Linked DNA regions of Mus musculus: region 2 is linked to region 1. A link is a contact called in public Hi-C data. All regions are on one chromosome and are shown on one strand. Each heading gives the region's core, a stretch centred on a gene start, on an enhancer-like site or on the middle of the called end of the contact. The rest is flanking DNA. Distances are from core to core; before and after follow the strand shown.

Region 1 (2,755 bases), core at 84-2,583:
GCCCTTTCTCTGATTCTTCTTGGACATGTACTGTAGCTTTTCCTCAGCAGTAAAATTCTAAAATGAATGACATGCGTAAATAAAACTCAGGTCACCTTTAGTCAGATTTCTCTGTTGATTCTGACTCTCAGAATTAGGTCAGATTTCCCCAGATAACACTCGTGTGTGTGTGTGTGTGTGTGTGTGTGTGTGTGTGTGTGTGTGTGTCTGTCTGTCTGTCTGTCTGTCTGTGCATGTGTGTATGTCTGTGGTGTCTGTCTGTGTATCTCTGTGTGTGTCTCTGTGGGGACAGGGGAGTTTTGTGTCTGTGTGTGTCTTTGTGTGTGTGTGTGTGTGTGTGTGCATGCATGCATGTCTGTGTGTCTGTCTCTGTGTCTGTCTGTCTGTCTGTGTCTCTGCGGGGGAGAGGGGGAGTCTGTGAGTGTTAGAGGGGGAGTCTGTGTGTGTTTGTGTGTGTGTGTGTGTCTGTGCATGTCTGTGTGTCTGTGTGTGTGTGCATCTGTGTGTGTCTGTGTGTGCATCTGTGCGTGTGTGTGTGTATATATCTGCATATGTGTGTGTGTCTGTGCATGTTTGTCTGTCTGTGTGTGTATGTCTGTCTGTGTGTGTTTTATACCTTTTGCATTTACTATAATCATACAAACCCTAGGTGTCAACTCCAGCATCAGAAACCATACCTCAGGCCCTCTAGGCATAGCAACCCTCCCACTGCCCTCCCACCCTCACCACAAGTAAATAGATAAATAGATAACTCTGGAGAGGACCGACTGCTCAGATCTGCAGTGACACATGACACCATGAATGCTCATCACAGTTGCAAACACAGGGCTAGTGTAGTAGCTAGAACCCAGTGATCTGTGCATGGAATGCATCCAGAGAGAGAGAGAGAGAGAGAGAGAGAGAGAGAGGGAGAGAGGGAGAGAGGGAGAGAGAGAGAGAGAGAGAGAGAGAGAGAGAGAGAGAGAGAGAGAGAGAGAGGTATATATTCAGGAGATTAGAGAGGTGGTTCAGTGCTCAGCAACATCTTCTGTCTTGCAGAGGACCTGACGCCCCCGTCGACACCCACACTCGCTGGTGTGCCCACACATGCACAGCTACACAAGCAAAAATAAAATAAAACGTTTAAGTATTCGGTTTTCTCAGGTGATGAGGATTTCCACACAGGTGTGCTGAGCTGGGGAGTCTGAGATCATGGAACCCAGGCCCACTGTGTGGCTGAGGTCATGGAACCCAGACCCACTGTGGGAGTCCTGGCTGACGCTGTTCTGGGGAGCTTTACCCAGAGTAGAACAGCACCAAGAGGGGAAAATTACTGCAGACAGAACCCTGAGGTAATTTTAGTTTTATTTACACAGGCCGTTCACCTTAGACACTGAAGTCAGGTTTAGACATTGAAACAGCCCTGTAATGAGTACATTTTCTACCATCCTTTCCCTTGGTAAACAGCTCTCAGAGACACTAAAACACAGACTTTCTTTCTGAGTGGAGCCCAGTGTTCTGTGTCCCCGGCACCTCCTCTCTCCACACCCTCTCTGCCTCACATAAAGTCTGGCTTGTTGGGGTCATCCTGAACTTTAGGAGTGCCGGGAGAGCTGCGTGTCTAATGCGCATGTCTGCTCCTCCCTCGATTGGGTGTGCAAAGCACAGGGGAGCCCACCTACTGCAGCCGCTCCCCTGTCAAAGAGCCCGCACTCTCCTTCTGTTCAACCACACCCAAGAGCACAGCGCACTCTAGATTCCAGAACCTTCCACCATTCCTTGAATAAAGGCAAATGAGAGTCTCGTTTCAAAGCTATTTTTGATTGTAAACCATAGATAATTGGTTTTGGTTTTTGTGTTTTGGGGTTTTTGTTTGTTTGTTTGTTTCTGTTTTTGTTTTTGTTTTTCTTAAATCTTGCGTCTAACCCTTTCAAGGGCTGGTGACAGGAAAGTGCAGAAATGAACACCCTTAGTTACCTTTACTTCAGCTCATCGGGTCCTCAGTGTTGGTGGCTGGTGCTGTCAAAACAACAGAGGATCCTTTAAGACCAAGAAGGGAAAGTGACTGGGGAGGTGGAGAAGGGCTGGCAAGAGAGGAGACAAGAGCTAAGGAGGAAGGAACCGGGAAGGAGGAAGGGAAGGTCTCTCCCCGTGCAGCTGCGCTTAAGCTTACTGACATGTTCTGTATGTTCCTCTCTGAACTTTCTTCTTCGTGCATGCACTCAGGCGGCTGCCTGTGTCACCAGCAGCTTCTTTCAGGAGAACGGGGACTAAGCTGACATGTGTGGTCGTGTTCCGTTCCACGGACACTCTTTTCTCCATGTTAAACCACCCTTTCCCTTCTTTCTCCTTTCCTGGTGTTTTTGCTGAACAAAGAAGAGGAAGAGGCAGGAGTGGGACACTCCCTCAGCAAGCCTGTGGGGCCTGTGGGGCCTGTGGGGCCTGTGGGGCCTGTGGGACCTGTGGGGTCCGTGGGGCCCGTGGTTCTAATCCGCAGTACAACAGGAGAGAATGGAGTGGGGGCAGGGAGGAGAGAGGACAGCAGAGTGAGAGAAGGCGCACCATGCTGACCAGGCCTGACAGGAGGCGACCGGCCTTTGGCAGTTCAACTTCAGGCACACCAGTTTAACCATTTATTATTTTCAACACCTCCTCTCTTAAGGAAAAGCAAATTTTGAAGAAAAAGGCATAAATGTTTTAGGTAAAACAATTAAAGATGATGGCTATCAGACTCTGTTGCCTTTGTTTTTTGTGTTTTTTTTTCCCAGAAAAATTA
Region 2 (2,755 bases), core at 103-2,602, 170 kb before region 1:
GACAAGCCAGACCACTGAGACCACTTACCTAAGTGCTTGCCCGGGGCCCCTGCTTGTACACCGAGACCTAGTGCCTCATGGGAAATCTGATGTTTTTACATTCATTTCGACCCTCGGATGCTATTGGAGTGAAGCAAGCCGTTCCTCTGTCAGGCGGGTCTCGAGTGAGGCAAGTGAAGTAAGCCGAGGAGGAGATACTTCAATGGCACCTCAAACAGGACGGGTGGGAATGTCAAGATGCCACGTGGCCCCGCGTGACTTCTCCCGCCTCGGTTCTGAATGGGCCACGTGGCAAAGTACAGGTGCCTTTGGATGTTCACCTGACTATTTCAAGATTTCTTTCACAAATTAGAGGGAAATGTCTAGGCAAATGCTTCTGTTGTAAATGTACGTGATTTCCAAAATGAATCCTAGATCCTAGGAGCCACCGGCAATAAGGAAGACTTGTATGTTTGCGTACACCGTAACGCTGCATGTTTAACCAGTTCACAAATGCTAACCAATAGCATAAACTGCATGAGTAGATATACCTGAGCTCAAAATAACTTAGCTAAGCCACATAACAGCAACTTTTAAGTAACAGCAACTTCTGTTGTTTATATTTCCTCACCGATAAGTGGCTCGTTACAGTTCCTCTTTCAAGTGTTGTGAGAAGAGTTAAATATGATAACTTGAGGTGTTGGCAAAGTTGCAGAAGCAGAGTCCCGAGTAAGGACTGTTTTTGTTCTGAGCTATATAGCCGCACTTGGGAAAGAGTCAGCATGGCCTCTGCCTTCAGGAGAAGCGCGCTTACTGAGGTGGGACACACATGCACAAAAACTTTAATACACTGCAACTGCACATCGCAGTGGTATTCAGAGTCCAGTCAAAGCATTAGGCCTGGGGAGGCCACAAGTGAACTGGGATTCCAGCTCCGAGCAAGAGTGTGCTGCAGCCCAAGAATGAATTGGCGCCAGGGAAAGACAATGTGCTCAGGTCCTTGGGGATAAGTCTGGAGTTTATTTCTGGAGCCTCTTTGTTCTCTATAGCTAGTTTCTTCAGATGCGTGACTAACAGAATAGAAAGACAAAGCCAAGTGCAGATCTCTTTCTGTCTCCCCGTCTGCTGTCTCCACCCTCTCAGTTCTGCTCCAGAAGCCTTCATCACCTTGAGCTCTGGCCCTGCCAGACTCCCCATGGTGAAGATCCCAGGCTGTGCTGCCCCATCACGCTCCGCTCCTCAGGACCTGGGGAACCTTCACGGCACATTTCTCTGGGCTCTTCATTTGTGTCCCTCCTTTCTCTTGGGGACCACAGCCTTTTGCTGTTTGTCACACAGCGTTTGACCTTTGTCCTGTAGGGAGTAAAGGTGGTTAGTCTCCTGCCAGTCCATTTTGGCCTAAAGTCAAGGCCCCATTGATTTCCATGAAAAGGCACCGTGCCTCTCGCACTCGCTTCTAGAACTCATCTGTGGGAAGTCGGTCTAGGAATCTGGCAGCTGATCGTCAAGGGGAGGCGAACAATAAAAACTTTCCCAGTCAGGAAGATGTCATCCTGCAGCCATGTTGACGGGACATTCCTCGGTTATTCAGACAGAATTGCTCAGCAGTGGCAGATGATGGGATGGTAGCAATTTATGAGGCATGGTCACCAGCGAAACTGCACTTACTTAGGTGGGCCAGGCAATTGCCTGTGTAACAAAATGCATTTTCTAAGGTATCTAAAAGCAGTTTTGTCCTGGTGGCCATGAGTGTCCATTCCTCAGGACCCCTTCCCTCACAGAGATCTCTTGCTCCTCTGCTCCCTTCTCAGAGCTCTGCTGATCTCCACTCATGTCTTCTATTCAGTGCCAATGGCTTTCTTCTTAAAAGCATCTAAACCTAAAACCCATTCCTCTAGGAGAGATGGCTTGGCAGTTAAGCACACCCGGTGCTCCACGGAGGGCATGAGTTTGATTCCCAGCACCTGCATGCTGGTTCACAGTAGTGTGTAAGTCCAGAGCCCTTCTGCAAGTCTGATGCCTGTTGCAGGAAATATTAAAAAATATGAACCTGCCAACTCTCATCAGGGCCAGGCCACACACTCAATCCTGCCACTGCCAACAACTCTCTAGAGCTAGCCCCTGCACCAGGTTATCTCACTTGCTCAGTCTCTCAGCCCACCAACTCGCTGACTCTGTGAGGCCACCTGGCTCCCACCGGGCCATCTCTTGGATGCCCCCTATTCTCCGAGTTCCTCTCACTTTCACACAACACCCCACAGACCCCTGGTTAGCCATCACAACACCTAATTACTCGGTAGAATCAAGACTCTTAATGCTTAATTAGCCAATCAGATTAATGTATCAATAATAACCCAATTTATAAGATGCCAATACAATAATTTCAGAGCCAAATGATAATAATGATAAAGCTTTAACCCAATTATTCTAACCTTTTGATAACATCACATTGGCTTCCATTCTTGTTCTCTCTCACCTCCTGAGACCTCTCTCTCTGCCAACTCCTTGCTCTGCCTCCCTTCTATTGGCCAAAAACAAGCCTCCCAGTGCCCTAATGTGATTGGACAGAGAAAATCCTGCAGCAGATGCCTTTCTGGCCTCCATGAACACTAGGCACACTGTGTGTGTGTGTGTGTGTGTGTGTGTGTGTGTGTGTGTGTGTGCGCGCGCGTGCACACACGTGCACATGCACACAAGTAAGTGCTTATACACATAAAATTAAAATAAATCAATCTTTATTTGACAAAATTTTTTGTAAATTGCTCATGTCCCATAA

Evidence for each region. A called contact is a pair of places that touch in the nucleus more often than the background predicts.
Region 2: a contact with region 1 is called in a Hi-C map of liver, with 2.0 times the contacts expected there. The contact joins two enhancer-like sites. A contact is called at or near these places in 3 of 484 Hi-C or Micro-C datasets (the C2C12 cell line, liver and nephron progenitors).

The regions. Positions count from the first base shown.
Region 1 is chr6:145,350,914-145,353,668 of GRCm38.p6, reverse strand. No RefSeq gene overlaps it. Among named protein-coding and RNA genes, the nearest start is that of Gm38926, 3.9 kb to the right of the region's middle. Within about 2 kb of position 1,333, at least 29 of the 459 cell types and tissues checked have an H3K27ac peak or open chromatin away from gene starts, as enhancers often do. A contact at or near this core is called in liver, where this site is marked.
Region 2 is chr6:145,521,423-145,524,177 of GRCm38.p6, reverse strand. The region is part of intron 2 of Gm38475 (a long non-coding RNA gene); the gene reads left to right. Among named protein-coding and RNA genes, the nearest start is that of Gm15499, 80 kb to the right of the region's middle. Within about 2 kb of position 1,352, at least 12 of the 459 cell types and tissues checked have an H3K27ac peak or open chromatin away from gene starts, as enhancers often do. A contact at or near this core is called in liver, where this site is marked.